3 separate regions of the Zea mays genome follow, and all the other regions are linked to region 1. A link is a contact called in public Hi-C data. All regions are on one chromosome and are shown on one strand. Each heading gives the region's core, a stretch centred on a gene start, on an enhancer-like site or on the middle of the called end of the contact. The rest is flanking DNA. Distances are from core to core; before and after follow the strand shown.

Evidence for each region. A called contact is a pair of places that touch in the nucleus more often than the background predicts.
Region 2: a contact with region 1 is called in a Hi-C map of leaf, with 2.5 times the contacts expected there. The contact joins the enhancer-like site here to the promoter of LOC100216688 in region 1. A contact is called at or near these places in 3 of 25 Hi-C or Micro-C datasets (bundle sheath, endosperm and leaf).
Region 3: a Hi-C map of tassel shows a contact between it and region 1, with 1.9 times the contacts expected there. The contact joins the promoter of LOC103637951 here to the promoter of LOC100216688 in region 1. A contact is called at or near these places in 2 of 25 Hi-C or Micro-C datasets (bundle sheath and tassel) and 1 of 3 datasets of contacts at active chromatin or transcription factors (leaf).

The regions. Positions count from the first base shown.
Region 1 is chr9:12,563,634-12,568,309 of Zm-B73-REFERENCE-NAM-5.0, forward strand. LOC100216688 reads left to right here and starts at 3,175. Exons shown (of 7, transcript NM_001358089.1): 1 at 3,175-3,433; 2 at 3,677-3,765; 3 at 4,106-4,170; 4 at 4,467-4,573. The coding sequence starts at 3,367. It overlaps LOC100273647, which reads right to left and starts at 2,967. Exons shown (of 3, transcript NM_001360285.1): 1 at 2,857-2,967; 2 at 1-1,405. The coding sequence starts at 1,375.
Region 2 is chr9:12,720,874-12,725,347 of Zm-B73-REFERENCE-NAM-5.0, forward strand. No RefSeq gene overlaps it. Among protein-coding and RNA genes, the nearest start is that of LOC103637949, 8.2 kb to the left of the region's middle. Within about 2 kb of position 1,613, at least 18 of the 20 cell types and tissues checked have an H3K27ac peak or open chromatin away from gene starts, as enhancers often do. A contact at or near this core is called in bundle sheath, endosperm and leaf, where this site is marked.
Region 3 is chr9:12,762,016-12,766,668 of Zm-B73-REFERENCE-NAM-5.0, forward strand. It overlaps LOC103637951 (SAUR-like auxin-responsive protein family), which reads left to right and starts at 1,691. Exons shown (of 2, transcript XM_008660951.4): 1 at 1,691-2,491; 2 at 2,673-3,032. The coding sequence starts at 1,825. The coding sequence ends at 2,716.

The sequences.
Region 1 (4,676 bases), core at 1,925-4,424:
TATCTGGATCCAGAAAATCGGCAACATTGTGACCATCCAGTATCTCTGGAAGAATATCCTCCTTCCATTCATCATTGGCCAAAATATAATGTTTCTTGAGACTTGCAGAATAGACCCCAGCACCTCCATTCTCATTCTCAATGTCCTTCTCAAGCTTCTTTTCCTTTGCAGCAGCATTAGCCCTAGCTTCCAGAACAGCCAGAGGGATGCAAACAGGCCTCTCCTTGTTGTCACGAGGCTTTGGCAGAGCAACATGAAATCTATTCAAGCAATCCATCATCTTTTTTGACTTCATCTTTACATCCACCCTCTGTTCAAGAAGCCTCTCGCATGCAGCATTTTTGACAGCCATTACACCATCATCAGTTAAAGTGCTCATAGTCAACAAAACACCCTCATCATTAGGACCACCAGCTTGGATTATAGTCTTCAAAGCCTCTGCCTTCATCTCCATGACTAGCTTCATGTCATCCTCAGAAAGCCCTTCAAGTGGCTGCAAGTCAGTCTTGTTGCACACAATGACCAAAGGCTTATTCATGAACAGAGACTTTATACTGTGGAAGAGAGCAGCTTGCTGAGCAATACTGTATCCACAAGATCCAGAGATGTCCAGAAAGAACAACACTGCAGCCCTCAAGTGTGCCAGAGCAGTGATGCTGCACATTTCTATGATGTTCCTATCTTCAAAAGGCCGATCAAGTATACCCGGTGTGTCAATCACTTGGTAGCGCAGGTACTTGTAATCTGTATGACCAACAAACAGGGATTTCGTTGTAAAGGCATACGGCTGGACATCCACATCTGCCCTTGTAACCTTGTTCATGAAAGAACTCTTCCCCACATTTGGATATCCACAAATCAGCACAGTACGGGTGTTTGGGTCTATGGATGGAAGCCTAGCCATGTGCTGTCGGATCTGCTCTAAGTAAGCCAAACTAGGACTGATCCTCTTAACGACAGTGCACATGCGACCTAGTGCAGCCACCTTCAGACACTTGCACCGGTAAAGAGAGTCTCCATACTTGAGCAACCTCAAGTAGTCCTTGGATATCTTTGCAATGATGTTCCTAGCTGTGTTAATCTGACCCAGGGCAAGCTTGTAGTGATCCTTGTTGTAGAGCACATGGAGGAGATCACCATAGAAAGGGTGGATGTCATCCAGTCGAGGAAACTCATCTATGATGGTCGAGAGCTTTTCATAGAAGTTCTGCTGGGAATACCTAACCTTGCGCATATAAAACTGACGAATGCGGGAGATAGCATATCCCTTGTGGACAACTGTCGGTGTCTGCCTTTGGGTGCGGGACAGGATTATGTCAATGAAGTCCTTCCCAGGAGGGACAACCGTGATCTTCTTAAAATTGTACTGCACCATCTTGGTGATACAAAACTTGAATACCTATTCCTGTAAAACAAGACAACGCACGTGAACACTAAACAGCATAATAATAAGGAACACGAAATTCTAAGATGATAACCAACAAACAAAGTTTGCAAGCATTTATTTAGAAATGAATACAAAAGGAATCAATATGCATCTCCACGAGAAGGTACAAATTAAGTTGACAAGGCAAAATCCAACCAAACATAAAGAGAAACCGATTTTCATATTAAATTGGACATGCAATTGTCTCACTGAGAAATTATTGCTTTAGAATACTCGACGGCAATGAAGTGATGAACCAATTTATATTAAACAGCACCTTGCTATGATGCCAGGTAATGATACTATCAGAAAAGTAAAAGCAAATGAAACTGGAATCAGCAAAATCAAAGGCAAACACAAATCATATTGCATCACCTGCAGGCAAGAATGAATTTTCGCTTAAAGCTAAGTTAAGGAAGGCAAGATACTGTTGGGTTGATCTCATCGGTTTCGGTCATGGGACCAAGTTGGACGCCACTAATAATGCACCTTGACAATTGCATATGATCTTAAATGCATTAAGTGGGAGAGATCAAACAAGAATTACATGATAGTGTTAGAGAAAGAAACCCTTATAGATAGATAGGCTGCAGTATTACATGTACTACATATATTCTACCCCTAATGGCCTGAGCTCTAGGTTCATAACACACACATACAAGTAGTTTAACACCCCCGTAGTAAAACCTCTAGCCACGATAGATGTTTATACTGGACAAAAGTCCGAGAACAACAAGAGAAGACCTTTAATGAAGATGTCGACAAACTGCAAGCTTGTCATGACATGATGAACACGAATGTCCACGAGACCACAAGAGCCACACACTCACGAATAGAGTGAAGATCGATCTCAACATGCTTCGTGCGCTCGTGTTGGACATGGTTGATGGAGAGGCAGACAATGCCGGCGTTGTCGCAGTAGACAAGTGTACTCATGGAGAGGGTACAGTGAAGCTCCTAGAGGAGCTAGCGTAGCCAACTCGCCTCAGCACCTCATTAGCGATAGCCCGGTACTCAACATTAGCATTAGAGCAGGAGACCAACGCTTGAAGGACTAAGAGATGATGTTGTCACTAAGAAACACTTGTCAGTCACAATATTGCTGCTTGGAGGAGAGGGCATCAAGTCTCAGGTGTGGTTGGCAAGAGGGTCCGGTAGTTTTCCTCCCTAGCGTGATGCCAGCGAGCATCGACAAGGGTGCTATAAACCGAATACGGCGAGGACAGCTAATGGGTCGTACATCGATCAAACAACTCAAGGCTCGCACGAAACCATGAAAACTATATCTAACTGGTCACTACGGATTACAGAAAACAGCACACCAGATCCCACAACACAAAATTATCAACAGCTCAGACCGATAAACCCATGGATAAGCACACGCGCAAGAAGAAAGGATGAAAAGTATATGGGCACAAAGCGCTGCTCACCTTGATAAACGCCCGGACGAAGAGGACCGATTTGTCGGCGGGAGAGGTCACGTCCTCTCCGGCAAGTGCTGGTGAAGGCGGTGCAGGTGTTCCCCGCTCTGGCGGCGGACGGGAAGATTAGGGCGGGTTTCTCCGATGGTCTTATAGCCTGGGCGTTGATGGGCTGGGCTTTGTTCGGGTTATACACATATTTCCTTCAATGGGCCATGCGGTCCATTTCCTGCGGTGGCGGCGGCTTGTGTGTCCAAAGTCCATCTACGGCACGGCGTCTCACAGCCTCACCCCAACTCGTCGCCTTCCTCGTCATTCCCTTCGTCGCGGAGAGGAGGTCACGCGGCTGATTCCCGCCGCTTGCGATCGGTTCTGTCTCCCAGCTTCCCCTTGAGTACACCTCATTTTGTGACACCGACTAGCTGAGCCCTGCTGATTGCTCGCCTAGCACGCTGTTGCGCTGATTCGTTGTCTTGTGAGCTGTTCTAGGGTTCGTAGGGAGCAGGATCAGCTGACGCGATGTTCCCCAGGATTTCCCGGCTCGGGGCGCGGCTCCTGCGCGAGTCTAGAGCCGAGACAAGAGCTGGTTGGTATCTTTACTTTCCTCTTAGTTCATTTCCCTCTATGATTGGTGGCCTACTCGTTATTGGCTTATTGCTCATCAGCTGTGGTGAAATTTTGCTAACTTGTGTTTATCTTGCAGTTGATACTAATGTTTCTTGCGTTTTGGCTTTGGGATTCTCCTGAGTTTATGTGTTGCTAATGTTGTAACACTGCAGGCTTAGTGTCTCCTTATCTGTTGGTGATCGTTGCTACTTTTATCTGGCAGGAAACTTGCTAAACAGTCAACGCATTTTCTTTCAAGATCATGTTAACCGGCATTCGATCCCAGTGGTGACTCCTGCTGTATTATCGATGGTAAGAAATAAAGATTGGTAGTAGAATTTATTTAGTTGAACATGACCCCAATTGCACTTCTTTCCCGCTAATATTAAATATGTTACTAGCTATTGATTTGCTTCATAAAACGACTTTGATTTGGACTATATCTATTATTTTCATCATTTGGTTTCTATTCAATAAATCTACCTATACATTCACAACCTGAAATAGCTGTTGCAAAAGAAGATCGGCATTCTTTTACCTCAACATGTTAGTTTTTAAAATTTTGGAGAACTGTAAGCAAAGCCTTTGTACCGCAGGAGTGATGATTTATCTCTCAAGTTTATTTGTGTTAATTTTTGGTTATACTTTTTAGCGGAATGCCCTTTTGTCAACTGCAACAAGTGGTGATCAGGATGAAAGTAGTCAGGCAAAAGATAAGTAAGTGCATTTGTCTCTTGTTTTCTTATAGTCTTATATATCACAAAATTTGAACTCCCTGGTTGTCTTTTTAGCTTGGAACCAGGTACCACCTTACCCAGATCCTTCTAACATGGAATTCTTTTGTTATTGTTGTCTCTCCATTTAAGGAGCTGCTCCTTCCACATCTAGAGGAATAGATGGCACTAAATGCATCAGTTTTACTGAATTGTTAGTGTTGAGCTTTCAATAATTATTTAGGGTAGAAGCAGTCCTCTGATGATTGTTGAGGTTATTTTTCTCCATACTGTGAACAGAATCTCGGTAACATTTGTCAACAAGGATGGCTCAGAAAAGACAATATGTGTTCCAGTTGGAATGTCCATGTTAGAAGCTGCTCATGAAAACGACATAGAGCTTGAAGGTACAGATATTAAGGAAATGTGCACTTCCCTTCCACTGTGGTTTTTGCCTTTATGGTTCTATAGTCAGTTCATGCTTGGTGATAAGAATATATGCACCTTTTT
Region 2 (4,474 bases), core at 363-2,862, 160 kb after region 1:
CAATGGTTCAATAAGTACAAAATTGTGGTACCCCCAGCCCGAATAAGCAAAGGGATGATACATGTAATACGAGTTCATCACCGCACTACCCCATGCTTGAACAGTAAAATATGTCTGCGATGAATAGGCTGGTGGAAAGTACCACAACATCATTGGATGAACAGGCGATACTTGTTGTGTCACCCTTTGGGCCGTTTTATTCAGTCGTATTGTGTCGGGGCAATGACCCCCGGTCCCTGGGACCTGCCAGTCAGACAGTGCGATGAGGGAAGAGCCCTTGATCGCTGGGGCACATTAGTCTGTTGGGAGTGGCAGATACGTTAACTCTGAAAGAGCCCACCCCGAGTCGAACCCCGCGGTACCGAGCCTGGGATCGGGCATGGCAGAACCTGATAGGGGAGGTCGGGCATGTCAGAAGGAAACCACTCGAGTGGATCCCGCGCTTGGCCCCAGACTGACTCGCCATAAATAGTTGAGCGCATTTAACCATGCCTGACACCGAGCCACAACGAAGTGCTGGCCCACTTCCCACTCATGACCTACGAGGACCTCGAGGCACATAACACTCATGACCTACGAGGCCCCCCCAGTGAGTGCGAGGGCGCACGACGAAACTCACACTTAAATATAGTAAAGATTAGTTCTGACATAACTTATACTTAAATATAGTATAAACTCACACTTAAATACTAGATGCTAGATTGCTGGATATAGGCTTATAAAAATGACGAGACGGTTAAACCTACCTTTCATGCCTAATCTACATTTTTTATAAATTACCGTATGGCTTTCCATCTATTTCTATTTTATATTATAGTTTGCGGACATTTTTAAACTTAATTTTTAAAATTTAAGACTTATTATTGCTTTAACTTAATCTTTAAGTACAATTCTTTGTGTGTAGTCTAGTGTATGGATACCAAATAAATATTCAGAATTTAAACCCATTAGCTGAACCATCAAATGGATTGGTTGGAATAGTTTGATCAAATGTACGTTATTAAGTTTAGATCGATAATACTCTACAGGGTCATATCCGGTTCCTATTATTATTATTATTCTAATTAAGTTGCAAGAAAGAAGTGTATGTAGATCGAGGTACATTGAACAGGCGCGCGTCGGCAGACGGCGGGACAGGGGGGGTAGAGTAGGACACGCATCATGCATGCACGAGAATACATTGCCCATCGACATCATTGGAATCAAATCATAGAGTACCAGTGGTATGATCTACTATTAACAGTTGTCCTGTGGATGATGCGAACCTTTTTCTGGAACGATCCTCGTTTGGGCAAAGCCGGCGGCAAGTCGATGGAGGGAGGAGAGGAGAGCAACTGTGCCGGAAACGATAAAAGGGCCTTTTGCAGGCAGACCACGACTAGCCTACGCGAACCACCTTTCGCCGGGCCGGGGCCTCTGCTCTGACGCCGGTAGGCAGCGTTGTGAAGAAAACAATCTCCTGGTTTACGTGCTTTCCCGGGCAGCCGGGCTTGACGCGACTGACACGAATCGGCCGACAAGGACGATGATATTTTCGTTGGACCCCCACCGGCCACGGCCTCCGGAGAGTTCGCTCGGCGGCCTCCGCATTTGGTCACTTGTTGAGATTCGAATAGTGGATTGACCGGGACCGCACTCGGCCCGGCGGCACGAGGGTTCTAGAGAAAGCGAGGTGGCACCGGGCACTCCCTCGTGTCAGGGCCGGCCGAAACGCTGACGAACCAAAAAGCGCATGGCTGTCGCCTGTCTAGCCCGCGCCGCAACGCATCTCATAATGCAATTTTCTTACATAAATAAGTTAGGTTGTCTCCAGCAACGTCCTCTATATACATCATTTATATTCGTTTTTTTTACATTCTTCTCTAAAAAAAATTCATCTCTATATATCATTCCTCTCCAACAACGTCTTTTAAATCATGTCCTCTATACGTAAATACTTATATTAGAGATATTTTTATTTTTTATTTTTTATTTTTTTACATATGTATTTGTCATACTCTCAAATGTATTATACATATTTTATTTTTACTAAACTGGTTATTTAAAGTATTTAAATGGATAGATGACCGTTTAGAGAAACACTATATACAGAGAATTCAGCTGCGTCCTCTAAATTTAGAGGACCGTTTAGATGACGCTGCTAAAGAGCATAGAAGACCGTTTGATCCTCTATATTTAGGGTAGAGGAGCCTTTAGGGGTCCTTGCTGGAGCCAGACTTAGTAGCCAAACCAAAGTATTAAGCACTCAAACCTTGCATAATTAACATTTTTCATCGATTTCCCTTTTTTAGCCTATTTGAGGTTGGTGCTGGAGTCTGAAACACCAAGTTGACACAACTTGATCTCTAAAGTTGTCCATGAGCTTTAACACCCTACAAAGGTCACATAGAACATATCCAAACATAAGAATGACCTAACCTAAAGATCAAAGCGAACTTAGCTCTTTTGGGTCCCTTCTAGGTTCTAACTTTGATACTTCAAACTTTTCTTTTGGGTCCCTTCAAAGCGAACGTGGAGTAGGCAAGCGTTGGTCTTGGCCAAACCACGGGATAAACCACTGTGCCATCTCTGTGATTGATCTCTTGTGGTTATTGTGTTTTGTTGAGACTCCTCTCTAGCCACTTGGCAATTATTGTACTAACGTTAATCAAGTTTTTGTGGCTTTAAGTTTAAGTTTCACAGGATCACCTATTCACCCCCCCTCTAGGTGCTCTTAATTGGTATCAAAGCCGTTCTCTTCACAAGGGACTAATCGCCCGAAGAGATGGATCCTAAGGGGAAGGGAATTGTGATCAACGACAAAGAGGAGTCCTTCGTCAACGAGCCTAAGGATGATAAGCCTACCGACTCGAGCTCGGGCCATAGACACAAAGATGGAAGGAAGAAGAAGACGAGACGCATCAAGGAGATCGTCTACTATGACGACAGTGATGAGTCCACTTCTTCCCATAAGGACAACGACGACCACGACTACGACAAACGAAAGACGGTTAACTCAAACTTTTCTTTCGATTATTCGCGTATTCCTCAAAGTTCAAATTCACATTTACTTTCCATTCCTCTCGGCAAGCCTCCACACTTTGATGGGGAGGACTACGGATTTTGGAGTCACAAAATGTGTAGTCATTTGTTCTCTCTCCATCCAAGCATATGGGAGATTGTTGAGAATGGAATGAAGTTTGATAGCTCGGATAGTCCTATTTTTATTAATGAACAGATTCATAGAAATGCACAAGCTACTACTGTGTTGTTAGCCTCCTTGTGCAGGGACGAGTACCATAAGGTGAGCGGCTTGGACAATGCCAAGCAAATCTGGGACACCCTCAAGATCTCTCATGAGGGGAATGACGTCACCTTGCTCACCAAGATGGAGTTGGTAGAAGGCGAGCTCGGAAGATTTGCAATGATAAGGGGCGAGGAGCCAACCCAAACATACAACCGGCTCAAGACCCTTATCAACAAAATAAGGAGCTACGGAAGCACGCGATGGACGGACCACGACGTCGTCCGACTATTGCTAAGGTCCTTTACCGTTCTTGATCCTCATTTGGTGAATAATATTTGTGAGAATCCCAGGTACACCAAAATGTCGCCCGAAGAAGTCCTTGGAAAATTCGTAAGCGGGCGAATGATGATCAAGGAGGCGAGGTACGTGGACGACGCACTGAATGGTCCAATCAATGAGCCTCAACCCGTTGCTCTCAAGGCAACGAGAAGCAAGGAGGCGTTACCTAGCAAGGTGGCGCAAGTTGAGGCGGCAGGGCTCAATGATGAAGAGATGGCCCTCATCATCAAGCGTTTCAAGACGGCGCTTAAGGGTCGCAAGGGACAGCCAAGCAAGACCAAAGCCAAGGGGAAGCGCTCATGCTTCAAATGCGGTAAGATTGGTCATTTTATTGCTAACTGTCCCGATAATGAAGGTGACCAGGAACACGGGAGCAAGAGGGAAAAGAAGAAAAATTATAAGAAGGCCAAGGGCGAGGCACATCTAGGAAAGGAGTGGAATTCGGGTTGCTCCTCCTCCGACTCCGACAATGAAGGACTCGCCGCCACCGCCTTCAACAAGTCATCCCTCTTCCCCAACGAGCGTCAGACATGCCTCATGGCAAAGGAGAAGAAGGTATGTACTCGAGACAGTACTACTTATGATTCTTCTAGTGATGATGAGTCTAGCGATGAGGAAATAGATTACTCTAGCTTGTTCAAGGGATTGGATAGAAATAAAATTGATAAAATCAATGAATTGATTGATGCCTTGAATGAGAAGGATAGACTCTTAGAGAAACAAGAGGACCTTTTATATGAAGAGCATGATAAATTTGTTAGTGCACAAAATTCACTTGCTTTAGAAGTTAAACGAAATGAAATGCTTTCTAGTGAATTGTCTGCATGTCATGACTCTATCTCAAGCTTAAAGAGAATTAACAATGATTTAAATGCTAAATTAGAAGTAGCAAATAAATCTAACTCTTGT
Region 3 (4,653 bases), core at 441-2,940, 200 kb after region 1:
CAAGGCATCCATCCTCCATCCTGCCGTTGTTAAGCATGTCGAGGCCGGACAACATGTACGATGTACCTCATTCTTGGCTGTGCGGCGGCGATGAGGTACTGTCGTGGTGTCCTCGGGTGTGGCCTCCATTTATTGCGCTTTTTCGGGCTATGCAGGACGGATAGAGCTCAAGATCGTCACTTGCTCCGTCGAACAGTGCCAAACCTCCGGCCAAGGCACAGATTTACATTATGGCGCCAGCCGCTGGTTCTGAGAATATCTACAGAAGCTTTAGCGCTTGCCGGGAAGGAACATCCGGACGACAATGCTCAAAGGCGCCACCTTAGCGACTCCGGCAGCAACGACCCAACTCAGGCCTTGTTCGTTTACGTCGGATTGCACCCGGAATCGTTCCAGTTGATCAAAGTTTATATAAATTAGAGAAACAATCCGGCTAGGAATCGTTCCGACCAACCAATCCGACACAAACGAACAAGGCCTCAGTGAAATCTCCTCCCGTGCGACGACCCAACTCAGATCTTGATGCCGCAAGCTTCATAAGGCTATCCGCAACCGTTACCCCTAAACTTTTCCCCCTATATCACTTTTTCCCTCTATTTCCCCCCCTATTTTTTCATCTCCCGCAGCGGTTCCCCCTAAATACTCCCCTATACCCCACTACAACTATAAAATATCATTTTCTATATCAATTATCAATTTTTTATCTACTAACAATTACTCGTGGACCCACAGCACAGTGTTTAGGGTGATGAACAGTGACACACTAGATCTGGGGGGAGAGAGAAGGGGACCGACACGTAGGGAGCGCTGTAGGGGGCACCGCTGCGGCCGTAGGGTGCCCCCTACAGCCCCTACGCAAGGGGAGGGGGATGCTGAGAGGGCTGCGTTGCGTACAGCCTAAGGCTGTGCGCAGCGGTCACCGCTAGCACTCCCCCTCCCCTTGCATGCCGTCTGTAGGGGGCACCCTATGGCCGCAGCGGTGCCCCCTACAGCGCCCCCTACACGTCGGCACCCTTCTCTCTCCCCCCAGATCTAGCGTGTCACTGTTCATCACCCTAAACACTGTGCTGTGGGTCCACGAGTAATTGTTAGTAGATAAAAAATTGATAGTTGATATAGAAAATGATATTTTATAGTTGTAGTGGGGTATAGGGGAGTATTTAGGGGGAACCGCTGCGGGAGATGAAAAAATAGGGGGAAAAATAGGGGGGAAAAGTGATATAGGGGAAAAAATTTAGGGGTAACGATTGCGGATAGCCTAAGGGCATCTCCGAACTCCAGGGGACCCCTTCCGCCGCCGTAGCGCAGATCCAACCACCGCTGGAGGGGATAGTTACGACCGTGGCGCAACCCGCGGGCCACAACCAGCGCCGCGTCTAGAATCTCGCGCTCGCGGCGCCGGAGGACTCCAACGGATGGCGGCCTTATCCAGAGCAAACCGTTCTCCTGGATGACTCACCTTCATGACCGTTGAAACAGCATCGTACGACCGAAATGAAAATATGACGACGTGGCGCAACAGAGAGCAACGCTTAATATATAGATATAGAAATTTACTTTCAGTTCTTTTCTTTTTCACCTTGCCCAGCCTAGGTTTCATTTGGAAAAAAAAAATGGCTCCACAATTGCAGGCACTCCACCCAGGTGCGCGGCAACGCCGTGCTTTGTTTAGTGTGGCTGGCGCGCGACAAGAACGAAACCGTCGGAAGGACAAAACGGGACGCGCGACGTGACCTTTTCCATACTTGCATGCGTGTGGCTGGCGCGCCTCCTAGCAATTGCAAGTCGGGGAGGCAGGCCGCCTTCAAACGGTAGATCTAGCCGATGTCGTCGTCGATGGGACACGAGAGTAGCGGTGGCGGCGCCGACGAGGAGGACCCCGCCGGCCTCCAGCGGGTCATTTGGTTGCGGCAGATGCTCCACCGCTGGCAGTCCTCCAGCTCCAGGATTGCCGCCGAGAGGAGGTCCAGCGCCAGCGACGACGGCGACAGAGCCAACCCAGACGACGCCAACGCCACGACAGACCAAAGCAGCAACGGCGACCCCACGCCTGCCGCTGCAGACAATGCCAGCAGCAGCAGCAGCAGCAGGAACCAGATGCTGCCGGCGGCGCCGCATGGTGCGGCGGACGAGGAGGACGAGGACGAGGACCGGCGGCTCCTGTCGCGGGTGCTGCTGGTGGAGGAGCGCAGGCGGGGGTGCCCCCCCGACGCGGCGGCGTGCGACTCGCCGATGACGCCGATGACCCCCGACGCGCCGGCGGACGTGCCCCGCGGGTGCTGCCCCGTGTACGTGGGCGCGGAGCGGCGCCGGTTCGTGGTGCCGACGGCGTACCTGGGCATGCCCGTGTTCCGGCGCCTGCTTGAGAAGGCGGAGGAAGAGTTCGAGTTCGACTACCACGGCGGCGCCGTCACCATCCCCTGCGACACGGAGGCGTTCAAGTACATCCTCGTCGTCATGGACCGCCACCGCCACGGCCTGGTCGACGACGGTACGTTGCCCGCCCCCGCCCCGCGTGCGGCGTGTGTGCCCAGGGCCCAGGCTGAGAGAAACTTTCCTTTCTGAGAGGGAGTTGGGCTTGGGCCGTACAAGTCTGCCGCCTGGGTTGGGCCTAGCCTGAGTCGTCCGCGGCCCATATATCTGATTCGTTTCTTGCCTTTTCGTTTTGGCAGATGGGAACGAGAAGCACGAAGAGCAAGACGCATCATCTTCGTAGGATCGATAACAAGCTCGGAGATCTCCGGTTGAATGCGACCCTCCGTACTAGTCACGCAGGGCAAGGGCGGTACTTTTAACGAGTAAAGAAAGGGTAATGGGTGTTGTTTGTTTGTCACTATGCAAATGCACGTTTGGCGCTCTGTCATCACGATGCCATGGCCGAGACGATGTTCGGTTCGTGTCTTATTTTTAGAATACCGTTCTAGAATCTAGTTATTAGCTAAATGGTTTCTAAATTTTTATATTAGATTTTGTACCATAAGCTTACGATCTCTCTATAAACTGTTAATAGAATTTGTATTGGATTTTGTGCAGTATCTAACCTTCTTCAAATCCACGAGGAATCAAACGGGAGAGTGTGGGGACCGTTTTTTATTTCGTTCTTTAAAAAAAACGTTTTGGTCTGTGTGGAAACTAATCTTAGCCTTGTAAATAGAGTTTCTGGGGAACTAATCTTATGTTTCTATCTAAAGTTTGGTGTAGTAGATTATGGTAGCAAGTTAAAATATCTTGACACCATGACTTAGGGCTGTAAAACGAGCCCGGCTCGTCTCGGCTCGATGTGGCTCGCTACCAGATGCCTCACATTCTAGAGGCACCAACAACACCTGTACCTCGATGGAACTTGACATGCATTGTCCATATGTGGCGGTTGACATTAGGCTTGCCGAATTGGGCTATAGCCCACGGGCTGGCAACCATTTTGGCTGAGCTGGCTCGCGAGCTATCTCGGCTCGAGAAATTTCCGAGCCTAGAAAATCGGCTCGGCTCGTTGCGAGCTCGCGAGCCTCGTCGCACCGAGCCGAGCTTCACCAAGCTCGAGCCATTTTTCCAGCCCTACTGTGACTCATATCTAGGGTTGAAAATGGAGGGGTAAATCTTGTTCTGATCCGTACAGTTTTCCATACTTGACCCATATATTTTCCTATTTACGAAAAAATCGAAAACGGGACGAAAATCGTTTTTTTTGCATGATCACGTTTTGAGCCGGATCGAACCCATATTTATCTCGTATTTGATAAATCTAGGATTAACTCAATATACACTAGTAGCTAAAGCCTCATATAGTCAGATCCTTAGGTGACAAATTATACCATTAGAGCTTGGATGTCATTGTAGCCATCGACTCTCCTCAATAACAAGTGTCGTAAAGGCTCAAATAACACCAGTCGTAGCTATATATGTACACCAATAGCAAGCAAACAACATTAGAGTGTGGCCTCACTGTATCTATTTGTTTCATGTTGTTGCCTTGTCAGTCTGTCACCAATTAGTCACCAATATCATGTGTGTTTATATTAAAGTACTAGCTTCTGCTTAATATTCATGTCTCCATTTGTTTTCATACACCCGATTATCCCTCTAATGTTTCAGTTCCTATCTATTTAAGTTCTGGTACTGCTTCCGATGATAAAATACGGAAACAGAAACGAAACTCGGGTTTTCCGTCCATTTTTGTCTTTTTTCATCCCTACTCATAGTGGTGATATTTTTAGTATAGCGTTTGGGTTTGCGGTCCACATGGCCAACAACTCGGGCTATGGATATCGATACCGAGCTCGACATCATAGACCTCGATACCGAGCAATCTGTAGACATATCGAATATACTAAAAAATATTATCCTAAGAAACATGCAACAATTATATTATAGTGTACTTGGATAGGATAGTTAACTCCCAACTAAAAAAAGATAAAACTAAGTATATAAATGTCAGCGTCCAAGAAAAGTAGTACTCGATCTCGGTTGCCGTGAGCACTACAAAACTGGTTTAAAACACATGGTGAAAAAACTGTCAAACCTAATCACATAAGCCGACAAATTTAAACTTAGTTTGTTGGTTTACCGACGAACATAATCGTTGACTTTTTTTTTGATAAACTTAATAGTTAAGTTCGTGACAGCTCAGGAACTTAGAGTCAAGAAAGAACGTGG